3 separate regions of the Sus scrofa genome follow, and regions 1 and 3 are each linked to region 2. A link is a contact called in public Hi-C and HiChIP or PLAC-seq data. All regions are on one chromosome and are shown on one strand. Each heading gives the region's core, a stretch centred on a gene start, on an enhancer-like site or on the middle of the called end of the contact. The rest is flanking DNA. Distances are from core to core; before and after follow the strand shown. Region 1 holds the start of PPP1R14C (protein phosphatase 1 regulatory subunit 14C). Region 2 holds the start of IYD (iodotyrosine deiodinase). Region 3 holds the start of LOC100521647 (NKG2D ligand 4-like).

What was found. Hi-C and Micro-C count contacts between places; a contact is called where the count stands out from the background. HiChIP or PLAC-seq counts read pairs in DNA pulled down with a chosen protein or histone mark.
Region 1: a Hi-C map of skeletal muscle shows a contact between it and region 2, with 2.0 times the contacts expected there. The contact joins the promoter of PPP1R14C here to the promoter of IYD in region 2. A contact is called at or near these places in 1 of 47 Hi-C or Micro-C datasets (skeletal muscle) and 1 of 2 datasets of contacts at active chromatin or transcription factors (skeletal muscle).
Region 3: an H3K27ac HiChIP or PLAC-seq map of skeletal muscle shows a contact between it and region 2. The contact joins the promoter of LOC100521647 here to the promoter of IYD in region 2. A contact is called at or near these places in 1 of 5 promoter capture datasets (fetal skeletal muscle), 1 of 47 Hi-C or Micro-C datasets (embryonic fibroblasts) and 1 of 2 datasets of contacts at active chromatin or transcription factors (skeletal muscle).

What each region holds. Positions count from the first base shown.
Region 1 is chr1:15,946,908-15,951,513 of Sscrofa11.1, forward strand. It overlaps PPP1R14C (protein phosphatase 1 regulatory subunit 14C), which reads right to left and starts at 3,044. Exons shown (of 4, transcript XM_005659147.3): 1 at 2,607-3,044. The coding sequence starts at 2,912.
Region 2 is chr1:15,775,908-15,780,626 of Sscrofa11.1, forward strand. It overlaps IYD (iodotyrosine deiodinase), which reads right to left and starts at 3,240. Exons shown (of 5, transcript NM_214416.1): 1 at 3,058-3,240. The coding sequence starts at 3,235. It overlaps LOC106508815 (a long non-coding RNA gene), which reads left to right and starts at 3,251. Exons shown (of 3, transcript XR_002342452.1): 1 at 3,251-3,341; 2 at 3,604-3,738; 3 at 4,009-4,298.
Region 3 is chr1:16,020,880-16,025,543 of Sscrofa11.1, forward strand. LOC100521647 (NKG2D ligand 4-like) reads left to right here and starts at 1,420. Exons shown (of 6, transcript XM_021086846.1): 1 at 1,420-1,850; 2 at 3,096-3,279. The coding sequence starts at 1,512.

The DNA of each region.
Region 1 (4,606 bases), core at 1,794-4,293, 170 kb after region 2:
TACAAAGGGCCTAGAACTGCACGCAATACATAACAAATACTGCACAAATGCTGTCTCTGTACTATTCTCCGTACAAAACCCCTTGGCCACTGCAAACTTCTAGATGAAACCACAGCCAAGAAGTTATTCTGTGGATTTCTTCTCTCCCACTCCTTTCTAATTTTAAATATCTTGCTCAATGCCACTCTGAAAGACCACTCTTTTCTCCGCTGAAAAGAACAGGTCATCTAGCTGCTGACCCGCCTGATGCAAGGTCTCCTGAAATTCAATACTCACTCATCTTCTCCCCCAACCTGGCAGACAGCTCCGGCCTCTGGCCAGGTTGAGGTCTGGCAAGTTGACGTTCCGTGTCAATTGCACTCGCTAAGCATTTGGACACATTACCGGTTTTCAGTGTAAAAAGGACATTTCCTAAACTTCATATTCATGAGATTCAGAGCTACAAACCAGGTAGGTTCGTCTTGATTCACAAACCAGAGGCTGAAATACTTGAAACTGTCAACAAGGAAACGTTATCAGACCACACAACTGAACCTAAAAATAGAGCCCTATCAGTGGGAGAAATAGATGAAGGAAGACAATCCTTTTTATGGACGCTTATTAGTACACATGCTTTTTATTATTCACTTATTCAATGAAGGTGTACCCTCACGCATAGTATTTACAAATTGCCAACAACCTCCTCAATGACTTATATTTCTTCAGCCAAAAATGACAGAACACACCACTCGAAGAGGAATAACTTGGCACATTCTAATGACACGCAGGCAGCCTATGGCATCTTGTGTCATTTTCCCACAAAAACCTCTCAAATCTCTAGCTGTCTGCCATACACCGAGGTCTGAAACCGGGGAAGCGAAGTACAAGGGAAAGGTTCAAGGTCATGTTCATTCTTTAAAATAGCTACCTACCCTACATGTGTAATATAGTGAGCACTCAGTCTTTCATTTTTTTCCCCAATTATTCAGAAGACTTTTTTAAATATATGATTTGTGAAACTGCTGAAGGGCTGGAACTCTTTCCCAAGCTGTATCTCATTAGTCTCTCATGAAAGAGCATTGCTAAAGCATTGTTAATTTCAACAATAGTTTCTCTATTAATCCAAGTCTTCTCCAAACCCAAAATGGAGTATAAAGACCAGTTTGAAATAAATGAAAAGTAACTGGACTCACGGAGGCAAGGCTGAGCACAGCCATCCATCCCGCAGCAATGCCATCTAAATTCAATATATTGACTCTTTAAAGAGTTTGGCCAACTTCCTATTTTTAAAAAATCCCATAAACGCCTCCTATTTGGGCTAGTTTTTATTTATGCAATTAAAATGGCTTTTTATAAGAGCTGGGCTGGAGAAACAATATATATTTTTTTACAAGCCCATTAGTCATACAGTCAGGCTTCATTATATCATAATCATTCATCAGGAGTCTGTAATGAGAATGCTGTTTCCTTGCGCATGAGAATGTTCAGGAAAACATGTCTTCATAATAGGCCATAAAATGTGTGAAATCCAAACCAGTGGAGAAGCCAGTGGGTTCATCTGGCTTTCGTGTTTGCTGAAGAGGCCAACAGCCCTATGGACACAACCCTAGCGTTAACTCAGAAGCCATATCCTTAATTATTATTCCTCTTCATCTTGCTACCCTTTCCAAACTCCACTCCCTTAGAGAAGCAGAATACTTCATTTACACTTCCTGTCATTAAAGACTCTCATTGGAGGTCCTTTCAACTTTGGTCATTTTTCTACCACATATGTCCATTACAGTACATTCTAAATATTTCTCCTGATATCAAATGTATACACGACAGTCAGACTTGCGGTAAGCTTAGCCCCTGATTGTGGGAAGTAAATGTGGCATTGGAGGGGGAGTTGGGGGATGTCAGGGCCCCGGCACACCACCCGCAGGCTCCCTTCCTTCCACCCAGGCACTCTTCCAGGTTGCCCAAGGCTCTCATTCTGCGCCAGTCGACAGGAGTCACTGAAATTGGAGAGGGAAAAAAAAAAAAAAAAGAAAGAAAGAAAAGAAAGCTGCTTCAACAAAGCCCAACGTGTGCAGCTTGGGTAATGCAAGGACGAATTATGGGGACACGCGTCGGGGCTGGCTGGAAAAGGGAAAGTGTTCAGCTCATGATCTTAATGTATTATTTCAGGAATCCAGGGGGGCCCCTAAGATCTCCAGAACCTCTCCTTTCCGTTAAGCAGCTTTCAGCATTTTCTCTGCTCCCTCCCCACGAAATTCAGGGCTGCCAGGATCCCAAAGGTGAGTGATGTTTTCGTGGGCTTGCGCACAGCTGGGGTGAATCCCTTCGAGCCCCCACTTCAGGTATCTGCCGCTGCAGCCGAGAAGCTCCCAGGGCCCGGAGAAATGCAAAGCGCTGAGCAAGAACGACCCTCCCCACGGCCATCAAGGGGGTCCACAGCTCTCCAGGCACCCCGCAGCTGAACCCAGGTGGGGCGTCCCAATCGCTGCGCCCTGGCACCAGAGGGCACCCTGAAGAGAGAACGAGTTTCCAGCCCTGGGTCCCCAGGAGCCAGCGCGGCAAGGAGCCGGCCGGGGAGAATTCCTGTGTTAGCAGCCCGGGTCCCTCCAGGCCCCTCTCCCAGGTACCTCGCAGCCGTACAGCTGTCCCAGTTGCTCCACGATCCACTCCTCCAGCACCAGCCGCTTCCGAAGCTCCTTGCGATCGTATTTCACTGTCACTTTTCCTTGCTGGTGGCGCCGCTGCTGCTGCTGCTGAACCTGCCCGGTAGCAACCGCCGTGGCCACCGGCGCCGAGTCCTCCCGGGAGGAGCCCGAGCCGCTGCTCGAGCCCGGGCTGCCGCCCGCGCCGCCCCGGGGGCTCTGGAAGAAAACCCGCGCGCCGCCGCCACCGGCCCCGCCGGCCGCCTCGTTGCTGCCCGTCGCCACCGACATGTCCCCGCGCGCGCCGGAGCCCGAGTGCGGCCCGAAGGAGAGGCGGGCGGAGCGCGCCGGGCGCCGCTACCACCTCGGGCCAGGCAGCGGCATGCGCGGGGCTCGCCAGCACCTGCTCCGCGACGCCGTCTGCGCGTGGGGAGGTCGGGAGGAGCCGCGGCGACAGGGAGGAGCGCGGGCGGGGGAGGTCTGGGAGGAGGGAGGGGCGGGGTCCGCAGCCTTAAAGACGCCGCTGAGGACCCTCTCGATCCAGCCCGGGAGGCGGATCTGGCGCCTGGCAGGCAGCGGGCCCGGGGCGTGGGAGTTGCGCGCGCGGGAGCCGGGATGTGTGCGCGCAGACACCCGCGGGCGCTTGGGTGTAGACACGGAGAGACGGGTTTGGGTCCGGTGCCAGGGGCGGTCCTTCGCGCAGGTGACCGTGTCCCGTCCTCCGAGACACGAGGATTGCGCTCCTCCCGCCGTCCCCAAGCGCAGGCAACCCGCCACCTCTCGCGCCTCGGCCAGCGCTGCCGAGGATAGGCGACCACCGGGGCGGGGGACGCGGGAAGGGACCGCGCGGGAGGTTCCGCGCATAGGTTTACCTCCCCTACCGCCTCCAAGGATGGCGGGGAAGTGTTTCCTCCCCTCCCGGCCCCACCCCGCCTCTCTAAACACCCGTTCCTCTGCATGCCACTTCCGCTCTTGGATTGTGAGAAAAATTGACAAGGCAGTGTTTGAGCAATCCAGCAATCACTGCGCCTGAGAAATTCTCTTCAGGCCAGTTTTTCTCCCCCTACATGATGTCTTGTTTCCTCATAGGGAGAGCATTCCTTATAGCTAAAGGGCTTATAGCTAAAGGGCAGAAGGCTTGATCATCTCTCGGGCTAAGGTACTGACAGCAAACATTTCTCTAAGAGTCAGCGGCGGTTACTGGTCTTATTTCTAGTATTGTATTCCCTGCAGAGCTAGTCTTTCTCTCTCCTTACCGTTTCCAAACAAACACCTTTTAGCTGGGAAAGCAGCAGCACTGCGTTTAAAACATCATACAGCCAAGGAGAGTTACAAATGAATGAGCTTATTTTAAGGTTTAGGGCAAGGAGATGGAGAAGTTATAAAACAGAAAACGACAGGTGTATGGGCGCAAAATTATATGCAGATGCTAATATATTTCTGTTCTATGTACCAATATTTTTCTGTTCCGGCAAATGAAGGAAACCACAAAAATGTTCAAACACAAGTAAGTAGCTTTTATGAAGGTTTTTAATCTGGTAAAGATTCCTAGCAGTTACTTAAATAAGTTTCTCAGAGATAAAAAAGAATCACAATTTCCTCTGAACACTTTCTCCTGATGGAGAGGATTTTATGTGGGCTCCTAGACTCACAGCTACAAAGACACCGAAAATAAAAGTAGCCAGGAGCTTTGTCCTGCCTCCTTTGTCTCTGCAACTGCTGCCCTGGTCTTTTTCACTCACATCCCTGCCTGTGTCTGCTTTATTTCTTCAGCTGAGGTGGCTTTCCAGCCAGAACCTGACTGAGAAGGGATTTTCCCGTGTTCCATGCCTGAAGCTCAATAGCAGGACAGGACTGGCCTTGACGACTGAAAGGAAAATTCTAGTGAGAATTGTGTGAAATAAGGTGGCTCCCTCTCAAAATTAGAAAGGCTCAAGGCTGAAGCATAAAGAAGTTCCCAGGCTAGGGGCTGCATTGGAGCTGCA
Region 2 (4,719 bases), core at 1,990-4,489:
AAGGAAGGCTAAATTGCTCCATGGTTACGTTTAATGGCAAAGTAATTCCAGGCCGTGTCTACCCTTTAATGCTCACCTTGGAGGCAGTTTTCTGGCTGCATCGCTGCATAAATTGCTTTTGTGTTTCCGCAATTCTACTTCAAGATCCTTGCCAGTGGGCCGAATATTTTCTAGCTCTGAAACTACAAGGCCAGTGGATGTCACGTCATGCTGTTTCCTCCTTGCAATTTTTGGAGAGCCTTGAGCAGCAATACTCATAAGGCTCGGGGTCGCACAGCTCTCGCAGGAGACAGATTCTGAAGGTGGTGATGGGAGCAATTTCAGGGCTCGACACCTGACCCAAGAAGCATCTCTTCCTCAACTGCCTCAGCCATCCCTCTGCTTTCTGTGTGAACCTGTGGCTGCCGTATAGATTATTTCACCAGCAGCAGCCGGGGTGGACGGGAGCTGGAGACTCTGAGGGTGTCCAGATGGAAAGCCCCTGAAAAAGGCAACACGATCCCAGGTAAAGTGGACTCAACTTGTTATCTGAACCGTGTCACCTCTTGTGGGGCCCCCGGGTCCTATCGAGACCTTCGCTCTTCCCTAGCAGAACCCACGCAGAACCCCAAACATTGCCCGATTCCAAGGGCAATGTTCCCAAGCCCTTTCTTCTCCCTAATCTCTCATCTGAATTTGAATTTGTCTGTCCTTCATCCTAGAACCATGTCTTACGGCAGTCGTGGTAAGTCGGCCTTTTAAAAGCAGTATGCATGAGTGGGTGTCAAAAGCTTACGAAAGGTGAGGGTGCAATGGAATCGATTGCTTCCTGCAGCAAAGGAAAGCTATGCTGATCACATGCTCTGTGAACACAGTCGAACGCTGACCTTACACAGTATTTTTGTCAGCAGTGTGCCCTCTCTGAGAAGAGGGGAAAAGAGCCCTGGTTTACAGCGCTTGCCTGTTTCCGTGGGCTGAGTACTCCCATCATGGCCTGACTTCAGCCTCTGACAACTGAGCAACCAGCCTGGCCCTCCTTTCCCAGGCCTTCTTTTCTGTGTCCACTCTTCCCATGTCAATTCCTCTTTTTAAATTTTATATTATATTTTTTAAATGGCTGCAGCTGAGGCCTACACCACAGCGGGCAGCAACACCAGATCCTTAAGCCACTGAGCAAGGCCAGGGATGAAACCCACATCCTCACAGAGACAATATCAGGTCCTTAACCCACTGAGCCACAACAGGAACTCCTAAATCCTCTCATCTGAAGTTGCTTCCACCAAGTTCAATCCTCAGCCTTCTTCTCTAGCAGTCCACGGAGGGGATTCATTAGTTTTCCAAGTTCCAAGCATCACCCTGTGCTGGAGACTATGTCCAGGGTCCCTCCCTTCGAAACCTCCCTGGCTTTCTGCTCCCATGGTCCCCTGTCCTCTCAGACCTCCGGTGGCCTGCACGACACTGGGTGTCCTTCCCTTAAACCAGATCCACTTCCCTCACCCGTGAGCGTGTCCTTCTGAGGCTCCCAGTCTCAAAACCAGACGCCCAGCTTCTCCCAACCTCTCATTTGTTTCCAGGCTCTGTCGTCCTTCCTTTACTTTCCCGCCCATCTCCTCCCTCCTCTGCCTCCCACTGCCACCACCACGCAGCCCATCGAGGCCAGAATGGTTCATTACCAGCTTCTCAGTGGGTTTCCCCTCCATCAGGGGACGTGCGTCTCAGGTAGGCTGACTGCCCTTCGGGGGCAGATCCCTCAGCGTGGCAGAGAAGGAGGCAGCCCTGCTCAGAGCTGCCTCGGCCCGGATCCTGGGCAGTACATTCAGCATGGCTGGCCCCACCCCCAATCCCGAGATTAGGACGAACCCGCGAGCACATGCACACGTGCCCACGCACACGCATGCACACTTCCAGGTGGCCTCTGTTGGTGGGAGGGTGGAAGCATCACAGCTCCAGCGGAGAGGCACTGGAGCCTCTTCCAAATTGAATCCTCCCCACCAACCACCTCCGGTAAACCTCAAACACGGGCTACTCAAGGCCCCCAAGAACCTGTCACTTCCTCTCTCCTCCCTCGCCTCCTCTTTCTCAGGCCAACCAGGCCCAGGCCTGCCCTCAATTCCCCCCTTGTTTTCATCCCCTTCTGAGTCCTCCCATCTTCTCAGTGTCTTTCCCGGGGTTCCCAGCCCTGCACTCGTGCTCACTCTGCTCCTCTTAGCCTCTTGCTATTCCTATTCTATGGATCCACCCAGCCTGGTTCAGCCTTTTTCTAACTGCCCCACTGCATCCCCAAGCCTTCTCAAAACACCTTATAATCACTTCCATCCAATCCCTCGCCTGTCTTATGGCCTTGTCTGCTGAACTGGACACTCAGCTTTGAGGACGGCGGCCACTCATCTCTAACCCGCATGCCAGGTACAAGGAGAAGTAGGGAGCCCCTAGGTAGATGCCATTTTTAAATGTCAAGTTCTTCATCCAAACCTGACTACCAGCAGTTCCCGCTGTGGCTCAGCAGGTTACAAACCTGACTAGCACCCATGAGGATGTAGGTTCAATCTCAGATCATGCTCAGTGGGTTAAGGATCCAGCCTTGCCGTGAGTTGTGGTGTAGGTCATAGCCTTGGCTTGGATCCTGCACGGCTGAGGCTGTGGCATAGGCTGGCAGCTGCAGCTCCAATCGGACCCCTAGCCTGGGAACCTCCATATGCCACAGGTGCTCCCCTAAAAAAGCAAACAACAACAACAACCACCTGACTACTAAATCCATGGCCACCCCAGTCTCTGATGTGCCCCTTCAGAAAGATTTTAGCAGCCAGGGCAGGACTGGAGCTAGAGAAAACATCAGCCCCTCACCAGCTCTTTCTCGAGCAGCCAGGAAGAAAGGAGGAGTTGGTGCCAGCAGGTGGCAGGAAGACCACCCAAGAGAAACGAATGGTCTCTGCCACACACTAATTCCTTTGTGCGATAGAGGCTGATGATGAAACTGACCTGCCTATGTTTCTTCCTCTCCATCAGCCCCGCCATCCATTTGTCCTCATCATAAAGATACAGACGGGGGAGCCGGAGCAGTTTGGCCGGGATCCTTACCTTCCTCCACCTGGAGGACATCAGTGCTGTCTTTCAAGTCTTCATCCACCCAGGGTCGAGCCTCAGCCCTGGCTCGAGGCTCCTCTTCCCTTCTCTTGGTGGCTCCATCAGCATTTTTAAAGATCCACACCATCAAAATGCAGACAACGGCTACCAAGACTGGAGTCAGAAGAAACATGGTGGTGAGGCCGATCCCGACCGGTGCCCATCCTTCCCAGGCTGGTATTTAAACAAACAGGGACGGCAGTGGGGAATGCCGGGAGTCGGAGTGAAGGCACGGAGAGGTGAGCCTGGGGCGGGAACGGGATGAACGCTGACTCTCCCAGGACTTGGCAAAGGAGCAAAGATCACAGCCGTGTGCATCGGGGTGTGTGGTGGGGCTGGGAACGGGCTCCTGCCCTTGGTTAAACTGTGTGCTCAGTCAATCTATCCTTAGACAATAATTGCCAGGATCCGAGGCGACACGGGGAGGCACTAGATCTTGGCAGCCGTGGTGGAAGGGAGCCAGGCTTCCTCTTGAACAGCAATGTGTCCTCCACTTGCCAGGAGCGAGGAAGCAGCTGGAGTGGCCCATTCTCAGCCAAGCTCCCGCCCCATCTGAGTGGTTACCAAGCCTCCTGGGAGAGTCCCCTGTGCTTTCGGACACTGGGGCAAGAGCTCGCTCAGGTCTCCCACTCACAGGTGAGTCGGCATTATTTGAAGTTCACTGCGAGCCACACGGGAAGTCCGAGCATTATTTGAAATTTTTTTCAACTCGCATGTGCTATTTTTTTCTACCTTTTTATTGTGATAAAATATAATCCTGCAGAAGCTACCCTCCTGGCCCCCTTTAAGTGCCCAGTACATTCAGAATGTTATAACCCCTTACCACTCTTCCCAAAACTGCTTCATCATCTCAAACTGAGACTCTCTACTCATTAAGCAATAACCCCCCGCTTCCTCTTCCTACAGCCCCTGATAACCTCTCGTCCACTTCACGTTGCTATGATCTGACCACTCGAAGAACCTCATGTCACTGGAATGATACAGTATTTGTCTTTTGGGGGCTGCCTCTTCCACTTAGTGGAAGGATTTCAAGGTTCATCCATGTTTTGACATGTATCAGAACTGCATTCTTTTTCATGGCTTTGCATGTGCGATTTATTTTTGTAGTTAAAAAATAGATACTAGGCGTTCCCGTCGAGGTGCAGCCGAAATGAATCCAACTAGGAACCATGAGGTTGTGGGTTCGATCCCTGGCCTCCCTCGGTGGGTTAAGGATCCAACGTTGCCATGAGCTGTAGTGTAGGTCGCAGACGTGGGTTGGATCTGACATTGCTGTGACTGTGGGGTAGGCCGGCGGCTACAGCTCTGATTCGACCCCTAGCCTAGGAACCTCCGTATGCTGTGGGCGCGGCCCTAAAAAGAAAAAAAAGAGCATTACAATACAGCGCGTCGAGTGTTATGACAGAGGTGCACTCTGGGTCCCTCATTCAGTCTGAGACAGGACCTGACTCCACTGAGGACATAAAGCTTGTGCTGTCTTGACAAACCCAGGGTGACTGGGGACAGTGCTACTCAAAGAGCCTGTGCCAGGACTTAATCAATGCGCTGTACCCCTCCTTGAGAAACTCTTGCTGAAAAAAAAGAAAAGAGATAAAGACAGAAGGAAAGAAGGTCAGC
Region 3 (4,664 bases), core at 170-2,669, 240 kb after region 2:
GAGTGCCTCGCCCAGGTAGGGATAGCTGTCCCTTCTCTTCCTGAGGCTGCTGCACCTCTTTGATTCCCGTGCCCACCTGGAGGAGCCTGGCCCAGGCAGAAACAAGCATGTCAAGACCTCCAGGAAGCTAGATCTGCTTTCGCCCACACTGAAATTCTAACTCTCGCTATTTATAGTGTAAGGGTCCCTCTGTCACAGCGGCTTCTCCACATGTTCTCATGACCGGCTGCCAGAGGAGCCCCGTGGGACAGCTATTCCTACCTGGGCGAGGCAGTCATCGTCGAGTAACTTCATAAGCTGCTAAGGGCTTGTGAACCGCAACGGATGAGATGACGTTATCCTGACACATCTTACATCATTCTTGTTTCAAAACAGCTTTTCTTCTAAAACCAGCTTGTGGGTCTTTGTCATAAACAAGTGGACTAGGGAGTTCCCTTTGTGGCTCAGTGGAAACAAATCCGACCAGTATCCATGAGGATGCGGGTTCCATCCCTGGCCTTGCTCAGTGGGTCGTAGATCCAGCGTTGCTGTGAGCTGTGGCGCGCATCGCAGTTGCAGCTTGGAACCCCCCCCCCCGCCCCCGTGGCTGTGGCTCCCATTGGACCCCTAGCCTGGGAACTTCCATATGCCGCGAGTGTGGCCCTAAAAAGCACGCGCGCGCGCGCACATTCCCCCCCCCACACACACAGACAAAAAACTGGATTAAGACAACTTAAAGTCATAAGCAAGTGGGAATTGTCCAGTGCAGCAGCAGGTTAAGTATCTGGCATTTCAGCGGCTTGGGTTCAGGTCCCTGGAACTCCCTATGCCCCCAGCAGCTGAAAAAGAAGAGAAAAGAAAAGAGCCTTAATCTGACCTGTGAGATAAGATGCAGCCAATACACAACACAGCCTCAGTGTGGGTGGCAGTGTGAAGTGAGTAGTTGGGATGGATGTGGGCTGCGGAATACCTGTGCGGTCGGTGGTGAGTGCTCAAGTTCAAGATCGGAGCGCGATAGAAGAGCAGCGCCCTAGAGAGGGTGGGTGGTGTCCTGCTCCCGATGACCTGTTCTGGCCTTGATCACAGACAATCTAGAAAGTCATCACTGTGAGATCAAAGGAGCTGAAAGGGGGGAGGGACAGACAGAAGAAGAATTTAGATGACCGGTGCCAGGTACTTTTATTTTTATTTTATCTATTTATTTCGTCGGACTGACACGGAGTCCATCCGAGAACGACTGATTTGTGGTGGCTGCCAGCTCGGTAGGAAGCAAAGTCGGTTTCGGAAGCGTGGTGGGGGGTAGCAGGGTAGACAAGGCAGGCGCCGCCTGCGGGTTCGGAAAGTGGGAGTAGCGAACTGTGACGTGCGCCCGACTCCTCCCGCCGAAGGGAGGTCGGAAGGCGAGCTGTGCCCTGGGGACAAGTTCTAATTGTCCGGCGAGAGAGGAATCCTCCAGAAATAGCTCGTCTGTCCAGTCCCCGCCCAAAGTCCTGCCCAAGTGGGAAGGAGGAAGGAACCGGCGCGCTCGCACCATGAGCACTTCGAACTCAGAGACGCCGACACCGGATCCCTCCCTGAGCGTGGTCTCTGAGCGCAGAGACCTCGGCCAAGGGGCCGCTTTGCAGCCGCAGCCGGGGACGCCAGAAATCGAGAGACGATTAAGGGGTGGAAACGGAAACCCCGAGGAGGGAGTTCTCGGAACTTTTCTCGTGGATCCAAACACCTACGATCTCCTAACCCGTGAGGGCAGCACTGGGCGGACACACCCCGACGGGGATGCTCTTAGCCTCCGGGAGGCTCTAGGCGGGCCCCAGGCCTCCCGGGCGGAGGACCGCGCCCCACCGACCGCAGGCCTCAGAGCCCAGAGACGGGTGAGCAGGGAAGGAGAGGGCATCGGTGTGTGTTAGACCTCAGGGCAGATCGCCTCCGGGGGGGGTCCTGCTCTTATCCCGCCGTCCCAAAGTCGCCGGCTGCGAGACTGGGGTTTTTGGCCCACCTGGGCGGCGGATGGCGGGGGTGAGGGGCAGAAGGTGGGGGTGGGGAGAGTGCGAAGGTTGGGGGTACCTCTGGGGAGGAGGTGGTAGGGGCAGCAGGTTGAAATTTATGCAGCTTGGCTTTGGCCGAGCTTCTCCCAGGGGCTTGGAGTGTGCGTATCAGCTCTGGCGACAGCCCTGTGGGTGTAGCGTATCAACTCCAGCAGCTCTGTGGCCGCAGTGTCTCAGCTTTTACCTGGTGTGAGCATGGAGAGTTGGAGAACTCAGGTTTATGACACAGCCGGGCTCAGTGGAGATCGCTCTCCGGAGCCTGAGCCCCGAAGAGGGGTTTCACAAGGCTTTTATGGGCTACCCCTTGCCGGTCCGTGCTTGGCTGGTGGGACTGGAGTGAGGTCAGGCAAGGTAGTAGATGCAGAAACAAGTTTACAGAAGCAGGTGTGTGGAGGAGGGGTGGTGGGGGCAGTTGGCTGGACTTGGCTTAGTCCTCATGGCCGGGGTCTCTCCGTTCTACCTTTTCATGGGGCCATTTTCTCCTACGGGAGGAGTTTGCAAAGTTCAGGCGAACTGACGCTGGTAATAACCAGAACCTCGGCTTTTGTTCAGTCTTGGCTCCAACAGGCTGGTTGGACCTACTGTACACTCACCTTTGAGGGCAGGCCAGGTTCGCTGTGTCTGCAATGAGTCGGATTAACACTGGGCTGTGCTTGGTGAGAGTGAATCTTAATTATTAGAGAGAAAGTTGGAGAGGTTAGGAGTGGGAGACTGGAGGTGGGAGAAAATCTGGGCACACAGACCAGGAGATGGGAGCCCTGGCCACTGGAGGAGGCCAAGGAAGCGGTGGGAGGAGCAGCAGGAGAGGACGTCAGCGGGAAGGTTTGGAAGAGGAAGTTGCGGGGCGGTGCGGGCTGGGGGGCGGAAATCAGGGAGGGGGAGCTCACAGAACCTCCACAGTGTAGCTCACTCTGCAAAGGGGGGTGGGGTGGGGGAGGGGTGGAGGAAAGTTAAGTGAATTTTGTTTTTAAGGTCTTTTTTTTTTTTAATGAGGAATTACATTTTGCAAACTTGCAAACTTGCAAAACGTCCCTGGTCTAATTGTTTTTTTACATTGTTGTACAATAATAGGGCTTCCTCAGGCTTGGACAAAAGACTTTGGAAGGTACTCCGTGGTGGAAGTGTAGACACAGCCCAGGCTCCTTTTTTCTGGCTAGTCTCCTGAGACTGCTGCGGGGAATGTCACTGACTCACACTACAGGTCTACTTTTGCTGACACTGCTGCTGCTGCTAAAACCCGGGGAGACTCTGCGCTGTGAGTGTCCTGGGATCTGGAGACCTGGCAGGCGGGTGGGGGGGTTCCTGGCAGGTGGTTGCCTGTCCACCTCTTCTTAGGAGGACAGTGATGTCACTTACAGCCAGTATTCAGGGACCCAGCCTAAAGCACTGTCCCTGGTCCTATGTTCATGCGACAGCTCTCCCTGTCCTGACAAGTGCCACCTTCTATCCCCAGAAGCCTTTCCTGAGTACCTGGACCCATTATGAATGTAGCATATGTGCCATGGTGTCTTTTTTCCCTTTTTGAAACTTTTGTCTCTTCATACAAATTTTAAGTCCCTGGAGGATAATTATGTTATACTTTTGGAACCTCAGTTGTTACACGGACTAAAAACATTTGTCAGGTGAAGCTTCCTGGTAACATTTTGTATATGTGTTGGGATCATAGTGGCCTCCCAGCCTCTCCCTAAACCTGAGACCGTTAAAGGGGAGGCAGGACAAAGGCCACAGCAGCCACAGGGAGACCCCACATGGAGACCCCACCTCTGCAGCCAGGCCCTTCAGGGGGGTCTCCGGGGACACACCTGTGCTTTTGTCTCACAGATGCTCACTCGCTCTGCCTCAACTTCACTGTCACATCCGGACAGCCCTGGTGTGAAGTCAAGGGCTCAATGGACACAAAGCCTCTCCTCCAGTATGACAGTGACAGCAACCAGGTCACAGCTTCGGGCCCCCTGGGGGAGGAGGTAAATGGCACCAAAGCATGGAGCGACTTGACTGGAACCCTGGGAGGAGTGAGCCGAGATCTCAGGATGGTCCTGCATGTGTCAACCTGGGGACAGAGAAGACCACGGGTGAGTATGGGGAGGGGGTGGGGGACTGGGGACAGTGAGCAAGGGAGGGGAGCACAGAGCCCATGTGGGGAAGGGGTGTGATGGGGAAGAATGGGACACTGGTCCCACCTCAGAGTCCCGGGGACCTGCTGGGCAGGACACAGGCCCCTAGACTGCAGACACATGAGCCCTGGGGGAGGAGGGACCCTGGGGTCGGGATGACTCTGTGTGTGGGGTCGCAGGTGCTCCCCAGCTGCAGGCCAAGCTGTGCTGTCAGCTTGAAGCAGAGCGAGTCACCGCTGCCTCCTGGGACTTCAGCCTCGATGGGCAGACGGCCCTCCTCCTTGACGCCATGGACATGAACTGGACACTCGTGAATCCTGGAGCCACAGGGATCAAGGAGCAGTGGCAGAAGGACCAGGACCTGGCTGAGTATTTCAGGAAGCTCGCAGTGGGAGACTGTGGTCACTGGCTGAGGGAATTCCTAGGACACTTGGAGAATGTTCCGGAGCAGGAGCCCACAGGTAACGGAGCAGGTGTGAGGAGGTGGTAGGTCTCTTCCAAGGTCCAGTGCCTGCCCTTGTGTGGG